Linked DNA regions of Gossypium hirsutum: all the other regions are linked to region 1. A link is a contact called in public Hi-C data. All regions are on one chromosome and are shown on one strand. Each heading gives the region's core, a stretch centred on a gene start, on an enhancer-like site or on the middle of the called end of the contact. The rest is flanking DNA. Distances are from core to core; before and after follow the strand shown. Region 1 holds the start of LOC107960342 (60S acidic ribosomal protein P0). Region 2 has its middle 6.8 kb from the start of LOC121229885. Region 3 holds the start of LOC107941173 (auxin transporter-like protein 2).

Evidence for each region. A called contact is a pair of places that touch in the nucleus more often than the background predicts.
Region 2: a Hi-C map of leaf shows a contact between it and region 1, with 2.9 times the contacts expected there. The contact joins the enhancer-like site here to the promoter of LOC107960342 in region 1. A contact is called at or near these places in 11 of 34 Hi-C or Micro-C datasets (anther, callus, fibers and 3 more).
Region 3: a Hi-C map of leaf shows a contact between it and region 1, with 2.5 times the contacts expected there. The contact joins the promoter of LOC107941173 here to the promoter of LOC107960342 in region 1. A contact is called at or near these places in 17 of 34 Hi-C or Micro-C datasets (anther, callus, fibers and 4 more).

Annotation. Positions count from the first base shown.
Region 1 is chrA05:78,317,889-78,320,811 of Gossypium_hirsutum_v2.1, forward strand. It overlaps LOC107960342 (60S acidic ribosomal protein P0), which reads right to left and starts at 1,530. Exons shown (of 5, transcript XM_016896677.2): 1 at 1,007-1,530; 2 at 828-896. The coding sequence starts at 1,264.
Region 2 is chrA05:78,175,628-78,178,750 of Gossypium_hirsutum_v2.1, forward strand. No RefSeq gene overlaps it. Among protein-coding and RNA genes, the nearest start is that of LOC121229885, 6.8 kb to the right of the region's middle. Within about 2 kb of position 1,309, at least 7 of the 9 cell types and tissues checked have an H3K27ac peak or open chromatin away from gene starts, as enhancers often do. A contact at or near this core is called in fibers, hypocotyl and leaf, where this site is marked.
Region 3 is chrA05:78,565,230-78,567,934 of Gossypium_hirsutum_v2.1, forward strand. It overlaps LOC107941173 (auxin transporter-like protein 2), which reads left to right and starts at 1,369. Exons shown (of 11, transcript XM_016874728.2): 1 at 1,369-1,641.

The sequences.
Region 1 (2,923 bases), core at 280-2,779:
ATATTTTAGCAAGAAACAACCATTACATCAAACGAAGTTGAACTTCATAGCACCAAGAAGAAATTCATAATACATTCAAATGAAAACTATTATAACTTACTAGGAAATGAACCAGCAGCAAACAATGAATCTCTCAACTTTTGAAGCCAGATCCAATAACACACTATTTAGCAATAAACAACTACATTAAATTAACTTGGAACTTTACAGAACCAAGAAAAAATTCATGATAGTCTGATTCAAAATACAACATATGAGTTTCAAATCTAGAACCAAAAGGACACACAATTGGACTCCACAAAGAGATTTCCATCGAATGTATTGGTTAATTCAAGTATGGGGGTTCAAGTAAACTATTATAATATACTAGCAAATGAACCAGAAGCAAATGGTGTCCCCATTCTAAATCCAGAACCAAAAGAAAACCAGATAGAACTCCACAATTGGACTGGTATCAAATCCATTGCTTAATTTAAGAAAATGGATTGCCGCAAACAATCACAATACGTTAGCAAGTGAGTTGAAAGCAAAGAATGAATCCCCAAAAGCATACATTCAACTTAACTTCTTACAATCGAGCCCAAATACTGAGAATGGAATTTCTCAGCTATCAAAAAGCTAAAATATTATTAAATCAATGTGAAAGATAAATACCTACTTTCAACAACATAACAATAACTTCAACAGAATATGAAATATCAAGTTCACATGTTCTTAATTCGATTTTCCATTTATTACATTGCAACATTGACAAAAAAAGAATGACAGAAACAATTCTAATATCAAATATTTCAATTTTAATTCATATGAAAGATGTAATAACAAACCTTGTACTTGGCAACTTCCTCACTGACTTCCTTCAAATCACCCTTGGTAAAAATCAAACCAACATTTCCCTGATTTAAAAAACCCATAAAACAATCACTTCATTGCTCTATACACAAAATAATAATGAGCCCAATATACAAAATAATATATATTAATAAATATTAGAAGTTTAAAGAACCTGAAGCAAGGGGATAAGGTTAAGGAAAGCCTGGTTTCCGGTTTTCTCAGCGTGCATACGGACGGACCTTTTCATCATTGTATTTTTACCCATGAGAACAACTGAGTCACCTCGAAGACCTTTGCGAATGTCCTGGAGCTGATTCGAACCCACATTGTCGGCTGCCGCAATTAAGATCTGGGTGTACTCGTCTAAGAGTTGACATAATTTAGCATCGTAGGCGATTTTCTTGTCGGCTTTGGAGGGCTTCACTGCCATTTTGGGTTGGTAGTATTAGTAACAAAAGGCCAAGACGATGCGTTTATGCTCGGTTAAAATGGAGATTAGGGTTACAGTAGGGTTATATAGTAGGATGAGAAATGGGAAAGGGAAATTAGGGTTTTAGGGTTGTTCTTGACCAGACGGTCGAGATTGGGTTTGGGCTTCATATTCGACCGGTTTATCATGGTTTAGTGGACCTTAGAAATTGCCCTTTTCAAGACAACCTTGAAAATCAACATTCAAATAGAAGATTGAATACTCCATGATTTAACTTCAAAAATTATTTTTATATAAGTTATAAAAAATTATATTATAATGATAAATAAGTAGGAGTGTTTGGTATGGGTATGGCCAAAAGTTTCTACGACTATATTATAAATCTTAAAAAATTATGTTATAAAAAATAATTTATATGTAATTTTGAAAGTTATAATAAAAAATTATATTATAAAAATAAATTTAATGTTATAAAAATGTTATAATCTACTTACTTATAAAAAGTTATAATCATAAAGTATGGGCAAAACTTATTTACGCATCTAGGGGCAGATCCTCTAGAAGGCCTTGGCCCTCAAAATTTTAAGAAAAATTGGTTTTTTTTTCCTTGAAATTTTTAGAAAATTTTAATTAAGCTTCCTCAAATTTATGAAAATTCTTATTAATCTCACAAAATTTTCAATTAGACCTCAATTGTTTTTTAAAAAAAATCTCATTAAACTCTTAAAATTTTTAAAATTTTTATTAGGCCCACCATTGTACGTGTCCATGCTATATAGTATAGAAAATATTTATAACAAATGTTATAATTTTTTGCATTATTTATTTATAAAAAAATAACTTCCTAAAGTTATGACAAAAATTATCTTATTTATAAGAGATGTTTGAAAGTTATTGGATATTTTATAAAACATTTCTTTAAAAAGGTTATATATTATAAAAATTATATTATTTTAACTGAAGTACTTATTATAGAAAGGGTATAGCCTAGCATAAGTCTTTTTTTCAAATTGAGTTTATATAATTAAAACTATAGTTTGTTTGCGCTGGGAACCCAAATATAATGTGGTAGATGCTACCTATGGAAATGCAAAAATATTTTCTTGCACCATATCATGTGGTACGATACCATTTGAGAGAATGGAGCCAAACATAAGTACTAGAGACAACTTGTGAAACTCTTTAATTTGAGACATTGAAAGCTTCCAAAATATGGTTAAGAAGACATTTATTATTCTAAAAAAAGGTTGCCTATATTAATAGCACCACCTTAGCATAACATTAAAAAAAAAGAAAAGAAAAAGATTGGATCATACCAGCATGTTATATACTTTATAACTTTATTTATAGGTGAAATTGAAATTATTCAAACTTTGAAGAGTATTATATGGAAGAAAAAAATCTTGATAATCTTAATGATGCAAATTCATATTTAGATGTAATAAGGACTATACGTTGAATGTTAAAGAGTGAATAACCCAACCAATATGCAATGCTAAAGCAATTAGATCAAACTACATATGATATTTATTTTTATTGTTACTTTTATTATTAATAATATTATCAGCTATTTTCTTGGACTAACATATTACATATGGTAATTCAATTTTAATTTTTGTTACCCATTTAGAATTTTTTTATCATACTAATACGTTTATA
Region 2 (3,123 bases), core at 59-2,558, 140 kb before region 1:
CAAAAGGAAGCAAACTTCTCCAACAAAGACAAACACGGTGACCTATGAGGACACACTATGACGCGAAAGTTTCAACTTTAAAAAAAGCCCAGTGATATCACACCTTCCTCTAGTCTTATATATTTAAGTTGAATTTCGAATAGTAGATTAGAGAATTTGGACTTTTTGCACCAATTCTATTGTTCCCATTGATTATTGGAATTGTATAATTGGTTAGTATGGCCCCTCGTAAAAGTCCAATGTCTCAAAAAATCAAGAAGTGCAATGCTCTTGATGAACCATGGAGACGATTTGTCTTCAATGACGTTGTGACCCAAGTCGATAATTTTTTGGATAAATTGCTAATACCTGAGCATGGATTCAATTTTTCCATGCAATTATTTCACAATCCGATCATAACCAAGGACGATCGCTTATGGTGGTTCCAATTTTGTCGAATACCTCTAAAATCGTTAGTTATATCAATTATGTAGGAATTCTACGTGAGTTTCCCTGAGGCGTAAGACAATAAAGTCTTCATGAGAGGCATTTTCGTAGAAGCCTCTCCTACTGCAATCAAGGTGATTTATAAAACACCTCACTATATCCCAGAATTTTATGAAAATTTACAAGAAAATGAGGTGGATTATGACGAAATTATAAACTCGTTAACTGAAGGTAAAGGCATCTAGACTTGTAAAGCAGTGACCAGAGAACTCTTACAATTCCAACGATCCATCATGACCTCTAAGGCTAAAATGTGTATGTACTTTATTATTGCAATTTTTTTTCCTGCTCAGCATGTCACAGACCCATGATCATGCTCTTTTCTTGTATGAGATTTTCCAGAGTTGAAAGATAAATTTGGGGGATCAGATCCATTACAAAATGCAAAAAATGTGCCAGAGGGCACACACAAGGACTTTCGTATCCACATATAATCATAGAGATGTGTAGGAGGGTCGGTGTTGTGATAGATCCCGAGGAATCGACTTGCCCACCAAAGGGTGTTCTAAACGATATTATTATTGAGTGGTTTTATAATCAACATACAATTCGAATGGAAAGGAAGAATGAACAAGTAGCTGCACATCGGGAGTACACCAGAGACCATGGGCTCCCGAAACCAATGGAAGAGCCCCAATCCAGCAAACCCGATGAATAAGGAAATTCTCATGTAGATATTGACCCATGTCGAGTACCAAACAAGGTGGATGGCCCGTTTTGCTGAGCAATCAAGCGTAAACAACTTCCAATGGCCCTATTTCTGCACCAGCCCAACGGATGTAGATCCTTCGATAACGCCACAAAGTGGTAGTGCACGATCTAGACCACAAGAAAGAGGGATCCCCGTCTGCGACATACCCGACACCTTCCAGCTCGCATAAGAAGGACCATCCACATCAAGAAGGAAAGAGACGAGGTTCGTCTTGGACGAGAATGGTGTGAGCTCAGAAAAGTTTGATAACGACACTATTGTAGACTTATGAGGGAATTTTTCAATTTATAACTTCTTTTCTTTTTACAAAAAAAAAATTCATACTGTTAGTTAGATTTTTATTTTATTTTAAAAAATTTAGCATAATTTCTATTTTCAAGCTTAATTAGATTTTTTTTTAATTGTAAAAAAAAATTATGTGTAGGAACTCATAGTTTTTATGGCACAAAGTTTTTTAGAGCTAAACCGAAAAGTACGAAATGATCCAACAACATTCGCGACACTGACATGTTAAAATGGGTAATTTTGTTTCTTCATTATTATTGGAGAACATTAGGGACAATGTGTTAAATAAAGTGTGGGGTGATATAGAGTTTTTAATTTTTAAATGTTTCATTGGTATTTCTGTTAAATTTTTGTAATATTTTTAGTTGAATTTTTTCTTTATGTTGTGTCTGTGCTTGCGCTTATAGAAATACAAGTGATTGGTTAAGAGCATGTCCATGGGTTGTTTGATTAAACTGTAAATTTAGCTTGAAAATAAACAATTTTAGGTTATTTGCATTTAGACTAGTTTTTTTAATTTGTTAAATTGTAAAAAAGAAAAAGGAGTTAAATGTACCAAATGACATAGGTATATACGAGTAGGTATATATATTTGTTGAATAATAGGTTGTTTAAATTTGAATAATCAGTAATTAAATCCATAGTTATTGAAAAGGCACGGTATAATAAGTATAAAATCTTTACAAGTATGTGTTTTAAATTAAAAATGAATCAGCGAACAAAAGCATTGTGAAGGTTAAAAGCAAAGCGAGTGTGATAAAAGCATAGAACAAATAAAAGCCAAGACAGTGAAAAGTGATCATAGTGAAATATATCAAAAAGTTGTCCACATGGTCTGGGGTGATCCGCACGCTCGTGTGTCACACACGAGCGTGTCATAGGTAGTGTGAATGTTGGAGCTAATTTTTCAAAATTATTTTTTGACCCTCACGGTCTTAGTGGAGGCACACGGCCTAAAGACACGATCATGTGACCCAGATGCCCATGTACACAAGCATGGGAGAAGCGAACAACAACAACACACAGTCTGAGTGATACCACACAGCATGGCCACACGGTCGTGTATGACACATAGCCTAGTCACACAGTCATGCAAAGGCCGTCTAGACACTAAAGCAAATTTTTAAAATTTTCTAATAAGCTACATGGCCTAGCCATATGACCATAGTTTGGCCATACGGCCATGTTCCCTCTTTTAATACTAGGGGGTTTTCAATTTTTTTTCCTTCCCCCAACACCATCGTGGGTACGCACCCGCCCTCTCTTTTTTTGTTATTTTATTTATTATATTTGTTTTATTATAATATTATTATTTCTATTTTTATTCTGCTAAGTTTTTTATTAAAATAGTATTAGATTTTTTTATATTTTTTATTTTCTTTTAAATTGTTTAGATTTTATTTTGTTTTATGTTTTATTTCTTTTTCTTTTTCTTTTTCTTTTGTTATTTCTTTTTTATTTTATTTTTTAGACTTATATGTTCGTTTTTATTTTTATTTTGAACTTTACTGTTATTTTTTTAACAGATTCTTTTCTATTTTTTCATCTCTTCATCTTATTTATTTTTATCTATCTTCTTATTAATGTGCTCAGAGCATGAACTTCATTTAGAATCTCCTACAATTTCGAAGTTCACTATT
Region 3 (2,705 bases), core at 119-2,618, 250 kb after region 1:
GATTTTAATTTTTTTTTGGTTGCGTCGCCCGATACATCTCTCAGTACAATGTGGCCAATATAATTTATCTCCAACTAAGTTGTCCTGCTTCTTTCAAGTCGACGAGTTGTAGTATCTACCTTAAATGTACTAGATTTTGAGATTTATCAAACATTAGAAAACCCCTGATTGACCTTAGGATGAATGCCCGGGGCATATTATTCTCTTTTAATGGTAATCACGAAGTTGTCGATATAATTGAAATTTTCTTCCAACCATAGTATCTTCCCTAATAGTTGCTTGCAAATTGCACTCCAATCGCCAATGACATTGCCGCTGTAATGATTGGTCCATCCACCGATAAACTGAATTGTAAAGCTACGTCCTTGAGTGTAATAGTACACTCACTGCACGAAAGATAGAATGTGTATGTCTCAGGTCTCCATCTTTCCATCAAAGCACGAATAAATGTGGGATCTTGTTTAGTCCCCTCTACCATACGAGACATGTGCAAGAATCTCACCTCTTGCAAGTGTTATTCACTAACACGTGGTGCCCTCACAATTAAATTGTGTATGTACGTCTCTAAAATTTGATTTTTGGCCTGATTATATAAACATAAAAAAATTATAAAATTAATAATATTAACAACTTAATAATGAACTTAATTAAAATTAAAAATTTTAATAAATTTTCTTACCATTTACAATAGGACACAAAAAATGTGATTGTCCTCAAAACGAATAAGCATAATTTTCATTATAAAAATCAATTAAAAAAAGAAATTACAAAGTATAAAATTAAAACAACAAGATTTTGAGAAAAATTGAATGAAAATTTGATAACTAAAAAATTTAGAGAATTGAAAGAATGGATGAATTAAGTGAATTGATACAACTATTAGAATGTGATTTAAATGAAAAAAAAACTAATTTATATAGCAAATAAAATAAAAAAATGATTTGAGTTTATACAGTAAATAAACTAACTGTTTTTAGTTGTTGAAGAAAATCTTTCTCGTTACATTTTTGATAATGCCTCCTACTAGACACAGTTTGATATGACTTGATAGGAAAGTAGGTGAATTTACCCTCAGTTATTAGCTTGTTTCATATACTTTTTTTTAATTTATCCTTTCTTCAAGCGAAGAATAGGAAAATTCTTCTAATTCTTGTTGGAATCTAAATGTGGAAAAGAAAGTGATTTTTTATATTTAATGGGCTTAAATCATAGGCTTAAAAGAACTGGGTATTTAGCTGGTTTTCTTAACGATAATAAGGCAATGTTTGGTTGGGTGTAATAGGAATAAATTATAGCCCAATTCAATGGGCCCACCACCAAACCAACATTTGGTTGCCTGTAATGGCTATTACACGCTGAATGGAATCAGCTTCCATGATACTACGGCCCGTAATAGCAATTCAGGGGCTTGGGGTCTGATTAGCTATTCAAAGGAACGAGTAATAACATTTTTCCCTATTTTGGACCAAAATATCCTGTCTCTCATCTTCATCTTCGTCGTTTTCACTTTTACACTTCCGACAATTTCTTCATAAACATTTTTCCCAAAGTAAACCCTATAGAAATTGGATCCTTAATCGACGAAAAATCAAGCTTCATTCACCATCTTCATCTTCCTTCCGTTGAACCTCCTTATTTACGGTAAGTGATCGCCTTTGATTCTTTTTTTTTCCTATGATTTTGTTAGTTAAAGTTCTTTTTCGGTCTCACTCTGATCCTTCTCGGTTTCTTCATTAGATCCTCATAATTTTTGTGTTCTTTTTTTTGGGGGGGGTTTCTAGAGTTTGATTTGGTAGCTGAATTATTTTGGGTTTTAATGAATCAAAAGCTTCAGCAAATTATTTTAAAATGTTCTTAGTTTGTTTGTGTGAATTTTGTAAATGTTTCATGCTAAATTTTTGTTTCTTAATTTTTGTTTCATGATTTAAGTGGCTGTGCTATGGTGTTACCCCTTTCTAGCTACTATTGTATCTGCTGCCTTGAAGTTCACCAGTCGCCACCGTCGTCTCCAACTGCCGCTATCGGCGTCGAGTTCAAATGAGGCTATGCTGCCATTTTTTTACCAACTTTTTGCTTATTTGTTTGCGTAGCTTGGGTTGTAAAATGTGAACAAAGTTAAGCTATTTGTTCTGCTCTTTCTGTCATTCTTCTTGTTTTTCTTCCTTCACACCACTCTCCTACCACCGTCAGCTTTCTTATTGAGGTCACATTCCATCGATTACCCTAACCAATCAAGATCCCATGGCTACACCATTGCCAATTCCACCTAAACTCCCTTGCAGCTAAAAGCTCTGACCTTTACTGCTTCGCTTGCCATGCTTACTTCTTTTCTCATTTTCCTCTTATTATTCCTATCTCCGGCTTTTTCTTTAAATTTGTGCTTTCTACTGAGCTTTTTATCTGATCTCTCATAGAAGGGTTAAGTATTACATTTGCTCAATCAATTCTGAGTATTATGGATGCTACTTGCGTCTGTTTGAATGCAAAAGCAAAATGGAATTCGATTTCATTTTGTTACGTTTGGAGTAAGAAATGTTAACTTTTTTCATTTTCTAATTTTTTTGCTTTTTTATGTGTTGTTTAATTATTTTAGAGTTGCAGAATTCTCACTGTAAATAAGTGCAAAAGTCTGTAATAGAAATTTGATAAATATGTATTGTTCACTTTTCACAATATTCCTAATTGCTCATATTCTTTAGTGAGCT